Regions from separate parts of the Gossypium hirsutum genome. Here region 2 is linked to region 1. The links are chromatin contacts, called in public Hi-C maps. All regions are on one chromosome and are shown on one strand. Each heading gives the region's core, a stretch centred on a gene start, on an enhancer-like site or on the middle of the called end of the contact. The rest is flanking DNA. Distances are from core to core; before and after follow the strand shown. Region 1 has its middle 41 kb from the start of LOC121231368. Region 2 holds the start of LOC107961714 (histone-lysine N-methyltransferase ASHH1).

Region 1 (7,266 bases), core at 3,496-5,995:
CTGTAAAACCAAATGAATGGGAATGACAAAGTTAGAGAAATGGGTCGCATTCGCAAATGAATGTGTTTTCTTTTCTAAGTATAGAAATGACTTGAGAATTAATTTAAGGTTTTCAAATTATTATTTAATTAATTATAATTAAATAATTGAAGTTTAAAAATGGAATTAAATTAACTAGACAATATGAATCCATTGAATAAAAGAAACTACATATATTTCTTCATAGATTCATTTATGGTAAAGTTATCATAACTTTTTTTATGATGAAAGAGGTAATCGACTGCCTTTAGATCAAGTACTTCTTACATGTGGTGCACCAAAATTATGTTCTAACAAAATTTTTCTAACAGGAAAGCTAGGGAACTCAAGAAGAGTGAGTTCAACATCATTATTTGAGTATGATTTAGATAGCCAATCTACCACCTTATTAGCCTCCCATGGAACAAACTAGAATTTAACTTCTTGTAACTGCCTTTTTGCTTCCATAATTTGTCGTATAAGTGTCATCAAAGAAGTATTCATAGAATTTCCCAATATCATCTCAATAGCATCCAAGCACTCACTCTCAACAATAATCTTACTATTTTTTTTTAGTCGAGCCACTTCAAGACCAGTTAAAATAGCCCATAAATTAGAATTTAGAGCAGAGCCTCTCCCAATATATTTCCTAAAGCCTTCCAACCAATTCCCAGCAGAATCTCGCACCACACCACCCACCATCAGGCAGTTTCTATTCATATTTAAAGACCCATCAACAGTAACCTTAACCCATCCACTACTCGGCAAATGCCATTTCACCTTGATACCTTGATTAACTCCTAATTACCCTGAACTTATTAGAGGTTCTAGGATATTAGAGACGAAGCATTCAATCCTGCTTACAATCTCATCAGGCCTGTTTGAAACTTGTTCAAAAATAAATTTATTCCTATTCTTCCAAAGTAGTCAGCATAAAATAGCAAAAATTCTCGCATGGGCACCATCTCCCCCGAAATTGGCATTCAAGCTGGTAATTACCCAATCCAGAAGATCTAAATTAAAGAAGTGAGACAATTAATTTGGGGGTATTTCCATTTCCCATACCTTATCCACAACAGGGCAATCACATAGGGTATGAATGAATGTTTCTAGAATATCGCAGCACATAGTGTAGTCCTTTGAGGGAGACAAATTCATTCTATTCCTTTCAAAATTTGTTAATAGTTTCTGGCGTACAACTAGCTAGAAAAAAAAATTATTCTTCGTGGTAGATTAGTCATCCAAGTTCCACTCCAAACATTGTCCCCTGCCTAGTCATCCCTATGTACTAAACTGTTGTACGCCACTTTGACAGAGAACTTTCTAGCTCTATGAGATTGCCATAGAAAAATGCCTCTCCCAACCATTTCACAAGGGGGAAGGCACACTGCTATATAGTCCAAGACATTTTTACCAATATATCACTGAAATGATGACCAGTTCCACTGACCATCTGTTTTAACCATATCAACTACCTTGATTTGTTCTGCTCTATTTGAGTTGGCTAACATATGATTTCGAGTCGCTCTCAATTCAAGGATCCAAACATTGTCAAACAAATCCACATCTTTCCCATCTCCTATGCTCCAAGAAATGTACTACCTAAATTTTTCCCAAATATTTGATCAAGAGCGCCAAACATAAGAACAAGAAGACCGGTAAATAGATTTGGGGCATCGGTCTATTATCTTATATTTATGCTTTAACAATCGTACCCAAAAAACATCCACATTGGTCGTAAATTGAAAATTTACCTTTATAAGAAAAGAGTGATTTTGGAGGTTCAATCTCCTAAATCCAAGACCCCGCACTTCATAGATTGGCAACATGGTTCCCAATTAACTAAGTGCACTTTCCTGGCATCTCTCATGAAGCCCCAAATAAAGCTCCTAATAATTTGTTCAATCTTGTCATAGACACCTACAGGAATCATGGTTGATTGTATAAAGTAACTTAGGGTGGCCAACTATATTGACTTGGCCAAAGTAATTTGACCAGCCATAGAAAGGAGTTTAGCGTCAAACTCGTTAGGCCTCCTCTGCACCTTATCTATAATAAATTTGAACGTACTCTTAGTGACTCTCTTATGGAACAAAGGCGTTCTAAAATAGATCCCCAAGTCATCCACTTCCTAAAAACCCAACTCCTTACTAACCATCTCCCTAACTAGCTTATTAATGTTGGCTGAAAAATGAATTTTTTATTTTTTTTGCATTTTGTAAGCTGAAAACAAGCAGAATTGGTAAAGGGAAAATTTCATGGCTGCAGCAGTTTCCTTCACTAGATCATCCACAAAAAAAGATGTGATATCAGAGGCCTTCCCCTTTCAAGCCAAATAGGCTTCCAGGTAAATTTAGTGATAGCCAACTTAGTAGCCTAGCTAAGCTTCTCCATAGTTAACACAATATATAAGGAGAAATAGGATCCCCTAGCCTTAGACCCCTTGAAGGGAGAAATTCATCTATGAAGCACCCATTCCACAAAATTTTCATGGAAGAATATGTGACACATTACATAATGACATGAACTAATGTCTCAGGAATTTGTGCATCTAAAAGTGTATCCTCAATAAACTCCCATCTCAATCTATCATAAGCCTTCTCCATGTCGATTTTGATTTCCATCCATCTTTTCTTCCCATTTTTTTGTTGCATTTAATGAGCATCCTCTTGAGTAATAATCACGTTATCCATAATATTTTTCCCCCAACAAAGATAGTTTGATTAGCTACAATATAATACGACATGATAGGTTTGAGGCAATTCACAATTACCTTTGTTAGAACCTTGTAAGGCACTGTACATGAGCTTATGGGTCAGAACCAAGAGATTGACTCTAGAGAACTTACTTTGGGGATTAGCACAATCAACATTTTATTAAGAAAAGATTCAACATTACCTACTTCAAACACCCTTTTAACCATGCACACCAGCGACTCTCCTATAATATTCTATTGGCTCTGATAAAATTGGGTATGAAGTTCATCTACCCCTAGTACTTTAAACGGTGCCATCTCAAAGAGAGCATTATGAACTTCTTGACGAGAAGGAATTTGCCCAATGTAATCCAATAAACCCAGTTCAAGAATGGAGAACATGTTCTGAATAGGAAATCAACCCATACTAGACACATCTATCATATACAACCTTTTAAAGAAAAGAATAGTTTCGGCTTTCAACACTTCCTCATCATAACACTACTCACCATCAGACTATCTTAGAACTTTGATCTCATTAAAACGCCTCCTTGAGTTAGCCTTACAATAGAAGTACCTGGTGTTTCGGTCTCCAAAAATCAACCAATCACTTCGCACCTTTTTGTCACAGAAGACTCTCTTCTAAGTCCATAATTCCTTCAAGTTCAACTCGTAAAGATTTCTCAAGATTAAGAAGGTTTTTACATAGAAACCTCTCCAACACTCTTTGGATGCCATCAAGTTGGTGCATTATATTCCTCTTCCTCTTCAAAATGTGCCAAAAAACATCCCTATTCCACATTCTTAGTGCTGCTATAAACTTTTTAACCGAATCTTTTAACGAGCTCTCACTATTCCAATTCTCATTAACCATAGAACTAAAATTGCTATGAGACAACCAACCACTTAGGAACTAGAAAGGACGAAGGGAATTTGTTATTATTTTGGTTCCAAATGAAACCGAGAGTAGGCGATGATTAGATTTGATTTTTAGCATATGAAAAATAGCAGTATTCAGGAATATTAGCTCGCAACGAGAATTGCGTAAGGCTCTATCAAGGCGTTCAAATATATTCCCTCTATTCCAAGTGAATTTGGGACCTTTAAATCAAACATCCTTCAACTCACAAACTGAGCATACCTGCTAGAAAGCCAGACAACTAGCAGTAGCATTATTCGAGCCACTATTACTCATCAAATGAATCATCTATGAGTGTCGCATCACTTTCACCCTTATGGACCACTCCAGATGGTCGACCCAAAATTTGTCCATTAACAGCCTAGTCCAACACCATCAGTTTCGTGTTCTCCTCTAGCATGTCTGCAGCTCTACCCTCCACCTCTAAACGATCCACCATTCCTTAGATAACCTGTTAAACAAGAACCATGTCAACCAGGCCATCAAGATTTTCCCTATCTCCTGTAGATTCAGAGCTCATACTCCTATTTTCCTTCAAAAAAGGAGGGAGTGCAGAATGAATAATAAGATTTTTGATGCCTAGTTCATTTCCCATAAGAGGAGATAAACCAACTAAATAATTTCGATTCTGGTTTTCTTTGAAATTATGAACTGAGTGAAATTTTCGATCCAATATTCCTTGGTTACCATTGGTACCAAATTTAGGTAGCCCAGACCCCACTTTCAATACCACCACCCTGATTCTCCATTCTTGGCCCACCCACAGCTTGCTTATCAACCTACCCTTTTATAGCCACAACCCTTTTTTTATGGCGTTTAGCTTTAGTATTCTTCCCTTTATTACCCCATCAAATTTTCTCCCATTCATAATCTTTGTAATAGATTCAGAGAGATTTTCTTGACCCTCACCTGATAATTTAACAAGTAAATTATCTTTGTTCCTTATATTTCCTGAAATTAAAAATAGCTGCACCATTCTCGTTGTTATCATCCTGTGAGACACCTATTTTGGAAAAAATATTAAATTGAGATCCGAAAAGATTGTTTCCTTTTCCACTCTCTTATCCATCATCGGTCCTCCTATTTGGTCTACGATTCTGGGAATCCACAATCATCCACTTGCCAAACCTTTCATTTTCAATCCATTCTTGAATTGATCCAGTGTTTTCATATTGGTCCAATCTAACAGGATCCTCAGCTTCACTCGATCCTTTCTCCTTATTCTCCACTATCTTTGATTGAGGACAATCTCCTTTCAAGTGCCCAAATGTGGGACAACCAAAAAAAACTATTGGAAAAGATTCATACTCCACTCTATGGATCCTACTAGCGATTCTTATCCTGGAAATGAGCGGCTTCCTTAAGTCAATTTAAATTGCAAATTTGGCAAACTAACCCCTTGCTCCTTTATATGTCATTAAATCAATTTTGATTACATTCCCCACCATTTCACCGATAGCTGGAGAATACTTCTCTTGTACAATGATCCTGAAAAACTCGGTATACAGACCCATGCAACAACACTATGGGGGAACGATTTCGTCCAAGGTTATAACGACCTGATAGTCAGGGGTGTCGACAAGTATATTTTTGGGACTTTGTACTCGTAAATCAGACCCGTAAATATTTTTATTAAATGTTTATGAGGCTAGTTTAATATTGAATTAATTTTCGATTAGTAAATGTCATGAAATTAAGAGTCGTTAAGGTACATGGACTACATCGCATATTAGTTAAAAGTTAAATTATAAATTGAAATAAATTAAAGGTACTAAAGAAGCAATTATGCCTTTGTTTCATTTAAGTGGATGGTCATAATGAACGTTTATGACATGTATATATATTATATATGTTAAGCTAACCTAATATGTATATATATGTTATGATAAATAAATAGTATAAAATGTATGTATATTATATAATAAGAAATAATAATAGTTATGATAATAATAACAAAATAAAGAGAAGATTTCATTCTCTGTTACATGCAAATTAGAAAAGAAAGAAAACAGAGAAAAGGGCGCACGACTAAGGGACCTAAGGGTTCAAATCTAAATTGGTTAGTGCAATTTAGTCATTTTCTTATAATTTTTATATTTTTGGAATCCCGATACCTAGGGCTACCCAACCCATATTGTAATTTTTAGTATTATTCAAGATTTTAGATGTTGATATTGTTGAATAATTTAAGTATTAGGGATTAAATAGATAGATTTTTAAGTTAGAAATGGAAAAGAACTAATTTGTGGAATAAATTATTGATTTTGAGCAATAGGGACTAAATTGAAAGAAATCCAAAATTATTGAGTCGAATTGGAAAAGTGTAACAGCCCGTTTTCGATAAAAATCAGAACAGTGGTTTCGGGACCACAAATCTGATTCTAGAAATTACATTTATTTTAAAATTATTTTATGGTCTACAGTACAATAGTAATGTCGTATAAAAATTTCGTAAAGAAATTTTACCAATTACATGTCTAATTTGATAAAGGACCAAATTGTACAAAGTGCAAAAGTTCAGTTCTAATAACTAAAAGGATTAAATAGCTATAGAATTCAAAATTTGAGGTCCTTATATGGTAATTAGACGATTAAAAAATGCCTAGTTGTTAAGGATGATAATTCATCCATGGAAAATTAATTAAAGAAAAGGACAAAATTGGAAAGATGAAAAATAAAGATGAAAAATAATAAAATAAAGAAATATCATCATTTTATCATCATCTTTTCCAAATAAAACATGGAAACCCTAGCTATGGAGAATGGAAGAAAGAGAAAATTTATTTGGCCAAAATAGGTAAGCATTTAAGTCCCGTTTTTTGTAATTTTTATATTTTGAGATCGTGATAGTTTAATCTACCTATTTTGGGGATTAATTTGTAAAGATATCAAAGTATTAAAATTTTTCCATGGATGTAAATAATGAAATTTTGGAATTTATGTTATAAAATGAAAGGTTGTTGATAGATAAACAAGTTTTGTAAAGTAAATTTTGATGAAATTATGATTTTAGGACTAAATTGTAAAGTTGTAAAATTCATGGAAAATTCTAAATTTTTATTAAATACATGGGCTGTAAATGTTACATGTAAAATTTGGTTAGGCCTCGGATAAGGATTAAAATGCATGAATTTCATTTTTCGAGCCGAGGGACGAAATTGTCATTAATTAAAAGTTTAGGGGCAAAATGATAATTTTGCCTGAGATGTGAATTGGACTGAATTGAGTATGAATTGTATTAAATTGATGTTAAATTTACTCGTATAGATCCGGATAGACCATATTCGGAGTAGAGCGAGGAAAAGAGAAAGTGTTGAATTAGTACATTTTATGTACACGAACATTTATTGAGGTAAGTTTGTGTAACTAAATTGTGTATATTTATATGTTTGTATTGAATGTATTTATGTGAATTGTATAAATACTATAAATATATGAAATGATAACATATCTAACAATGCCAGAAAAGTGTCAAATCCCATTTGAATAAATGAAAATCGATGGATACAAGTTTCCCGTATTGGTTGTGGTCTTGCATATCTTGTAGACACACCATAGCTTAAAAGAGCATCCCGTATTAGCCCTTTCGAGCTTCCCGTTATATGGTTCAGCGAGCTTCTCGTTATAGCTCTTC
Region 2 (7,236 bases), core at 2,010-4,509, 290 kb before region 1:
GCTATATAAATGTAAAAGTTCTTTTTTGTATTCTCCATGTCCATTTTACATTCGAGGGTCATGGTTGCCCCTCTCAACAATGCCGTCTCAAAAGGTTCGAACCTGTATTCTCCGTTGGGAGTGCAATGCGCCTTACCACTGCACCTAACATCTTACTTTAAATGACAATTTTTTTGAACAGAACATACAAACTAAACCATAATTTCATGTCTTCATTAAATCTCAAATAAATTCAAATCTCAAGCAGCTTAAATGTTTACCAGAAAGCCACGAGACTTTGCTCCAAGAAATCCTGAACAGTTGAGTGCACCACAGAGGCAGCGAACTTTTGCACCACCATACCATTCAAAGTTATAATCATATGCAAGTTCAGTTCCAATTGGAATATCTTCTTTTGCAAATATTCCAACTCGTATTTCTCCCAAAACAGTCCACTTCCTAGTCTCACAGTTCGGTTGGCTACAAACTTAAACAACATAATTCAGCCAGTGTAAATTTGGCAAACAAACCACCAAAAGATATTAGACCTAAGGAGACTAAAAGCTGAGAACTTAAAGCAGAAGGGGCTCACCATGAGTGGTTGATGAATCTAGCAAGGTTTCCCTTTTTGGTGGCATCAATGGATTCAGAGCCATTCAGAGAAATAATAAATGCATCCTTAAGACCTGCATCAAGTGAAGATGAAGGTTACTAGTCTTTTCTTTTTTTGGCCAGAAAAAGTAACAATTCTATCAAAATTCTAGTTCACCTTGATTTTCATAAGCTTGAGATCTTCGCTTTGCTTCTTTCCAAGATATTACTTCTCCACAGTACTCAACAATAAATTGTCCAGCCTGCTCAATGTGAAAGCAGATCAGCATAAGCAAAGCAAGGATTGAAACAGAGAATGATTGAACAAAATAATTGATGCCAGATCCTGAGATTGATCCCAAAGATTAATGCCGAGTATTGGTTGCCAAATGTTACCTTTATATATTCAGCAGCAAGCAGACCCCAACCACGACCCTCTGTTTTAAACAACGTAACTCTAGCATATTGGCATTTCTGAAATTTCTTTCAGAAAGGAATATAAATATAGTGCATTAACCGAAATGTGTTAGTCTCATACCAGAAGAAACTGTTTGTCTCTTATAATCAGTATCTTCAAGCAAAGCAAATAAATAATGAAACAGGTCTTCAAAGAAAATAAATAATGAAACAGGTCTTCCCTAATATTTAATGGAAACTCAAATGTTTCTAGAACATTCTAGGAATAATTAGTTCTACACTCAACAGCATAAAAACTCTTGTTCTGTATTTACCCGTTAGTGAAGTTTCAAGACATAATTAGTCCATCATAAGCAAGCAAAAGAACTTAAATGTACCGCATTTCTATTCATTGATAGATATACCAAGCTAGGGTGAGCAATCGGCGAAGTTGGTGGGTTCAATAAGTTTGGTTGGATAAGTTGGTTAACTGATTTTTTTTTTTACAAAAGGTTTTTTCATCTTCCTTGTTCTTTTAAAGTTATTGGATTTATAATAAATTTGGATTGGATTGGGTTGGTTTTGTAAATTGGATCTGGTTTAACTTCATTATATATTATATATTTATGATATCATAAATATATTTAAAATAAATAATATATATTAAGTCGGTCAGTTTGGTTGTGAAATTCAACAATTGATAACCGACTGACTAAACCATTTTAACCAAAGCCTTAACCAACTTAATCAATAAACCAGCTTTGATGGGTCAGTTATGTTGATTATAACTGATTCCTGCTAGCCCCTAGACCAAGCTGAAGAGAAAGTTAGTATAAAATATAGGTTCTACTTCAAAAAAAAGTCTGACCCTTTTTCTATAAACAGCACATGGAACCTGGAAGCAATGAAATAGAATTGAAATGACTTGAAGGAAAGTTGAAATTTCAAGTAAAGATAATTAGAAAAATTGCAATTAGCTTCTTATGAAATGTCAAGCACAATTGAACCAAATAAACTAGATACAGTAAGTAATTAGTTCCCGTTAGAGTCAAATATTCAGCTCTACACAAATTATACCGAAAGCTAGTAACATTCAACAAAAGGAACATAAAGACCAGGAAGAAAAAAACAATTATCATGTGTAAAATGAACACACTTATATTACAGATTCACAGAGACATGTCAAAGCAATGGGATTAATCAACAGACCTACCATACATAAATCAACATAGGAAAACGCACATACAACAAGCACAAGCACAAGCACATAACCTCGTAGAACCATACCCCCAGTCCACCTTGAAGCACACTCATGCCAAACAGTCTTTACCTGATTCTTGCAGTAAACACCGCAAGGACAATAACCGGGTGTACATTCTGTGCTTGTTAGTACATTCAAGCACCTCTCTCCACATGTACTATCAGGATCACTAAAGTCAAATTTGCACTCGCATATAGCAATATCTTCCTCTTTTTGCTTTTTATGTCTGCAAAAGAATGCAATTTTGGATAGCAATTAGGTTATCCTTGCGTAAATTAAAGCAAAGCAGTACCCAAAAAAAAGGCTCCAGAATGCATAAAATTGCTGCATTCCAAATAATTGAAACTGAAAACACCAAAGCAGCTACGAGCAACATGAGGTTAGTTTAAAAAGATTATGATCAAAAAAATATCTTACTTTCGATATGAGAATTCGTTTTGAAAAATGTGTTCATATTGAGGAAGGTCTTCATTCTCAGGATCCTTTAACAAAACAATATAATGCTGTAATAAAAATTCTATAAAACCAGCACCTCTAGGAAAATAATCATAACCATAATCATAATAATACCATTGGAGAGCTTCGTTACCCGGACTCGGCAATTTGGGGTGCAGTACCTGTGTCAACACGGATTCCGACACGGGATACGGGTCAGATCCGGCAAAAACCAGCGGACGGCGGTGGGTGAGAACTGAGATAAGAAGAGAAGAAAACTGATTAGCGGACTATTTGAACAAAAAATTAGGGAGTGGATAAACTAGTCAGTCGGTCGCCCAATTTTAGTGCGTTCACATTTTGGTCACTTAAAAAGAAATCTTTACAATTTAGTCACTCAATGTTTAGACCAATTTTATTTTAATCACCCAAACATAAAGCTGGCAAAACAAGCCTAAGACCAAAAGTCCGCCCATGTCGATCCAAGCCCATAACAATCTGAACCTGAGAAAGTTGAGCTTGTAATAGATCTAAGCTCGAGAAAAGCCTGAACCTAAGATAAATTCAACCTAAAGCTTAAAAAAATTTAAATTTTATAACTGAACAGCCATAATATGCATTAATTAATATACATTTATGATATTTTTAAAATAAAATTAAATAAATAATAATTTTTATTTTATAAAAATGTATTCATAACTATTGCATATTTATATAAAATTTTGATTAATGGGAAAATTAATTAATAATAAATTTTATGTTAAATTATGAAGTGAAACAAATTTTTAAAAACAATAATTTAATATAAAATATTTTAATACTATAATTATATATTTATAATAAATATATAAAAGTAATAATTATTAAAATCTATAAAATTTAATTTTAATGATAATATAAAAATATAATGACAGAATATATTAAATAATAATACAATAACTTGTGTTATACTTATCACAAATGACTAAACATGAATTACTATATGACATTAATAATATTACTGATAAATTTAATTTTAAACCATATGTATTTTAATAAAAATTATCTACAATAACATAAATTAGAAAATTTAGAAGTTGTTTAATAATTAAAAGAAAAAATAAAATATCCAAACAGAATATATTAATAAAACTATTTTGAAATTCATAAAGTTTTATAAAGTCATACTAATATGTAAATACGATTCTTAATATAATTACATAAAATTAAGTTATCTTTAAGTCCAACTCCCAAGTTTCAAATACGGGCAACATCCAAAATTTCAACCTATAATCACAATGAAAAAATTCAAAGTTTTGTAAATGATTTTTTTTTTAATTTGTATCAAGATTAAAAAAATTTCAAAAAGTAAAATATCTAATTGCAGTTGATTCTACATGCTACATCATATTTTCAATTTTATTTTGTTTCCTTAATTTCTAGATTACTTTTATTTTGGTCATACAAAAAATTTCTTTTTTTTAAGTACTAGTCAGGGTAAAAAAATATTAATGATTAAAGTGAAAAAGCTATAGAAATTAAAATAATATATTAAAAATGTTAAATTGTACTTGTTTGCCCTCTTGTCAAAGTTTTATTTTTTCAATATTAAAATTTTAAATTTCAAAATATCTAAATCAATTAAATAGCTTGTTGAAAATTTTTATCTCTTAATATTGTCAGCCGATTTGTTATTATAATATTAAAATTAATTAAATTAGTTAATTTAGTCTCCTTCTAAAATCTATAATTTTATTTTATGTTTCTAAATTAAAATCAAGTCAAATAACTCAATTTTAATAATTATCTACCAAAACTCAATTTTTTATTGTATGATCTTAAATCTTTTATGTTAAGTTAAAACTAAAGAAAAAACCTTGCAAATTAATTAACTTTATCTTCCATGCCGAACAAAATCAAAAGTTTTTCATTACTTTTTTACCCAAACGAAAAGCAAGCAATTTATCTAATTAATTCTAAAAAAAAAATATTTCCTTTTAGTTTAACATAGAAGATTTGAGATTATATAATCAAAAAAATTTTAAGTTTCATAGACATTTATTAAAGGATAGTTTGGGAACATAAAATAAAATTCTAAAATTTAGAAGGAGATTAAATTATTGAATTTTGTTAATTTCAATTTTATAGTAACATTCGGTTGACATTATAAAAGGAAAAATAATTCAATAATTTATTTAATTGATTTTAATGTTTTGAAATTTAAAATTGAAAATTTGAAAAAAAAATAGAATTTTCAGAAATGGGATAAACAAATACAATTAGCCAAAATTTTAATGCATTATTTTTAGTTTCTACTAATTGTTTCCTTTAATCCTTAAATTTCTTTTACCGGGATCAAGACTTGAAAAAACTTCGATGACCAAAATGAAACCTACTTAGAAGTTAGGTGACCAAAATGAAAATGTAAACATGATGTAGAGATGATTTTGATTTTGCATGTACAGTTAGTTGTTGTAAATGATTAATGCTTGGGTGACTAAAATGAATGTAACACCCCTAACCAAAATCCATCGCTGGAATAGGGTTACGGAGCATTACCAGAGTTTACAGAACAAATAATAGACATTTCATAATTCTTTGGTATTCATATCTAATTTCAATAAAATTTCATCATATAGTCCCTTACATGTGTCGGGACTAAACCAGGTGCTCAAAGAATTTTTCGCAAAATATTAAAATTTTTCCTAGGTGCAGAGGTCACACGCCCTTATGATCAAACTGTGTCACGCCCGTGTCTTAGACCGTGTAACTTTCTGACTTAGGTCACACGGCCAAGTCACACGCCAGTGTGGTAAGCCGTGTGTAGGTGCAGGGGTCACACGACCAAGCCACATACCCGTGTCTTTACCTGTTTAGACAAAAATAGGCTATTTTCCAAGTCACATTCCTCACCTATATTGTCATCCACCTACACCAACACTTTTATACATTTACAAATCATATCCAAGCATTTAAAACAAGTTCAAATCATATCTTAAACATGACATAATTTCACATACAACCAATGTACTCTTAGGTACCTCATATGACAATTTAATAACATGTTAATCTATCATTCATACTTTGCTATTTGTCAAATGCATATATGCATGATCACACTCATTCTTCAAACATGATAGATCCACTTATAAATATATCAAAATATGTCAAACACAAGTCATTCCAATGGCTAGTTTCATTTAAAACATTTACATGCCATTATTGGTTAATTAACCTATACATGCCATTATAACCATAATTGATTTACCACATATATATATCGAAATAAGCCGATAGATAGTGTGAGTGATCTCTACTGATGCTTCCAATCCAACGAGCTTCTGAATTACAATAAGGCATGGGAAAATGAGACAGAGTAAGCATGAAATGCTTAGTAAGTTCGTATAACATGGTAAATAACTTACCATATATTTATGTTCAAAAATAAACATGAAAGGCACTATCAACCAATTTGGTCACAAGCCCTAAACACATATCCTCATCATGCTAGCCAAGTAATCACATATAATAGTCCTTAATCATGGATGAACAAAGTCATCAAGCATGTTCCACATTCATGTAACAACCAATCCATGCATTATTATATCAGGTAATGTCATTACCATGTACTTCATGTACATACGGGTAATAGTTTGTTTCTAAGTCATACTATCTCATATAAACATCAAGAAACATATATAGGCTCAATAATAACCAAATTCCTATATACATATACTTTTCACATCATGAATTCAAATAACATATACAAATCATACCCATGTATTTCAAGTACATTTTCATAATATTTCGTCTCAAGTTCAGATTATTTCATGTCAGAACTTTACCCATTAAATCATTAGAAATATCAATGTCACACGGGAAATACACTCAAGGTGTACTAATCTATATTCATGGGTGAACATATTTATTAAACAAATTCCATGTTCATATATCATGAACTTGTATTTCCATAAATCATGTATCATCATTTCATGCATTTCAGACATATACCTGTAATATTTCATTTCGTGTTCATATTTTCCCATGTCAGAATTTTGCCCGTTGAATTTATTTGAAATATCGATGGATACACAGGTAGTACACTTGAAGTGTACAAACCAGAAATTTGTCAATTCATAATCAGAGGTACTCATTAGAGTACATAATTAGGAAGCACTTTCTCGACCCATATATCAGGAATGCTCATATGAACCATGTAACATGAAGCTTATCCGGGCTAAATCAGGAAACTCATAAGAGTTTAAAACAGGAAGTTCACAAAGAACATTTAATCAGGAAGCTCACGAAGAGCCTATCAGGAATGCTCACAAAGAGCCATGTAACGGGAGCTCTGGATAGCCATATATCAGGCAGTTCAGAGGATATCAAGACGCTCATAAAGAGCTGTGTTTGTGTTCGCAACATATGCAGGATCACAACTGATCGCATAACAGGGCGCTCACAAAGAGTTGTGTTTGTGTCTAAAACATATGCAGGATCACAATCGATCAATAAACAGGATGCTCACGAAGAGCTACGATATTCGCAACATATGCAAGATTACTACCGATCAGGATGCTTGCTGAACTATATAA

Evidence for each region. Hi-C and Micro-C count contacts between places; a contact is called where the count stands out from the background.
Region 2: a Hi-C map of leaf shows a contact between it and region 1, with 2.4 times the contacts expected there. The contact joins the promoter of LOC107961714 here to the enhancer-like site in region 1. A contact is called at or near these places in 5 of 34 Hi-C or Micro-C datasets (leaf and petal).

Annotation. Positions count from the first base shown.
Region 1 is chrA06:54,688,895-54,696,160 of Gossypium_hirsutum_v2.1, reverse strand. No RefSeq gene overlaps it. Among protein-coding and RNA genes, the nearest start is that of LOC121231368, 41 kb to the left of the region's middle. Within about 2 kb of position 4,745, at least 6 of the 9 cell types and tissues checked have an H3K27ac peak or open chromatin away from gene starts, as enhancers often do.
Region 2 is chrA06:54,980,530-54,987,765 of Gossypium_hirsutum_v2.1, reverse strand. LOC107961714 (histone-lysine N-methyltransferase ASHH1) reads right to left here and starts at 3,259. Exons shown (of 10, transcript XM_016897787.2): 1 at 2,798-3,259; 2 at 2,645-2,709; 3 at 2,297-2,453; 4 at 967-1,053; 5 at 749-833; 6 at 572-665; 7 at 261-459. The coding sequence starts at 2,800.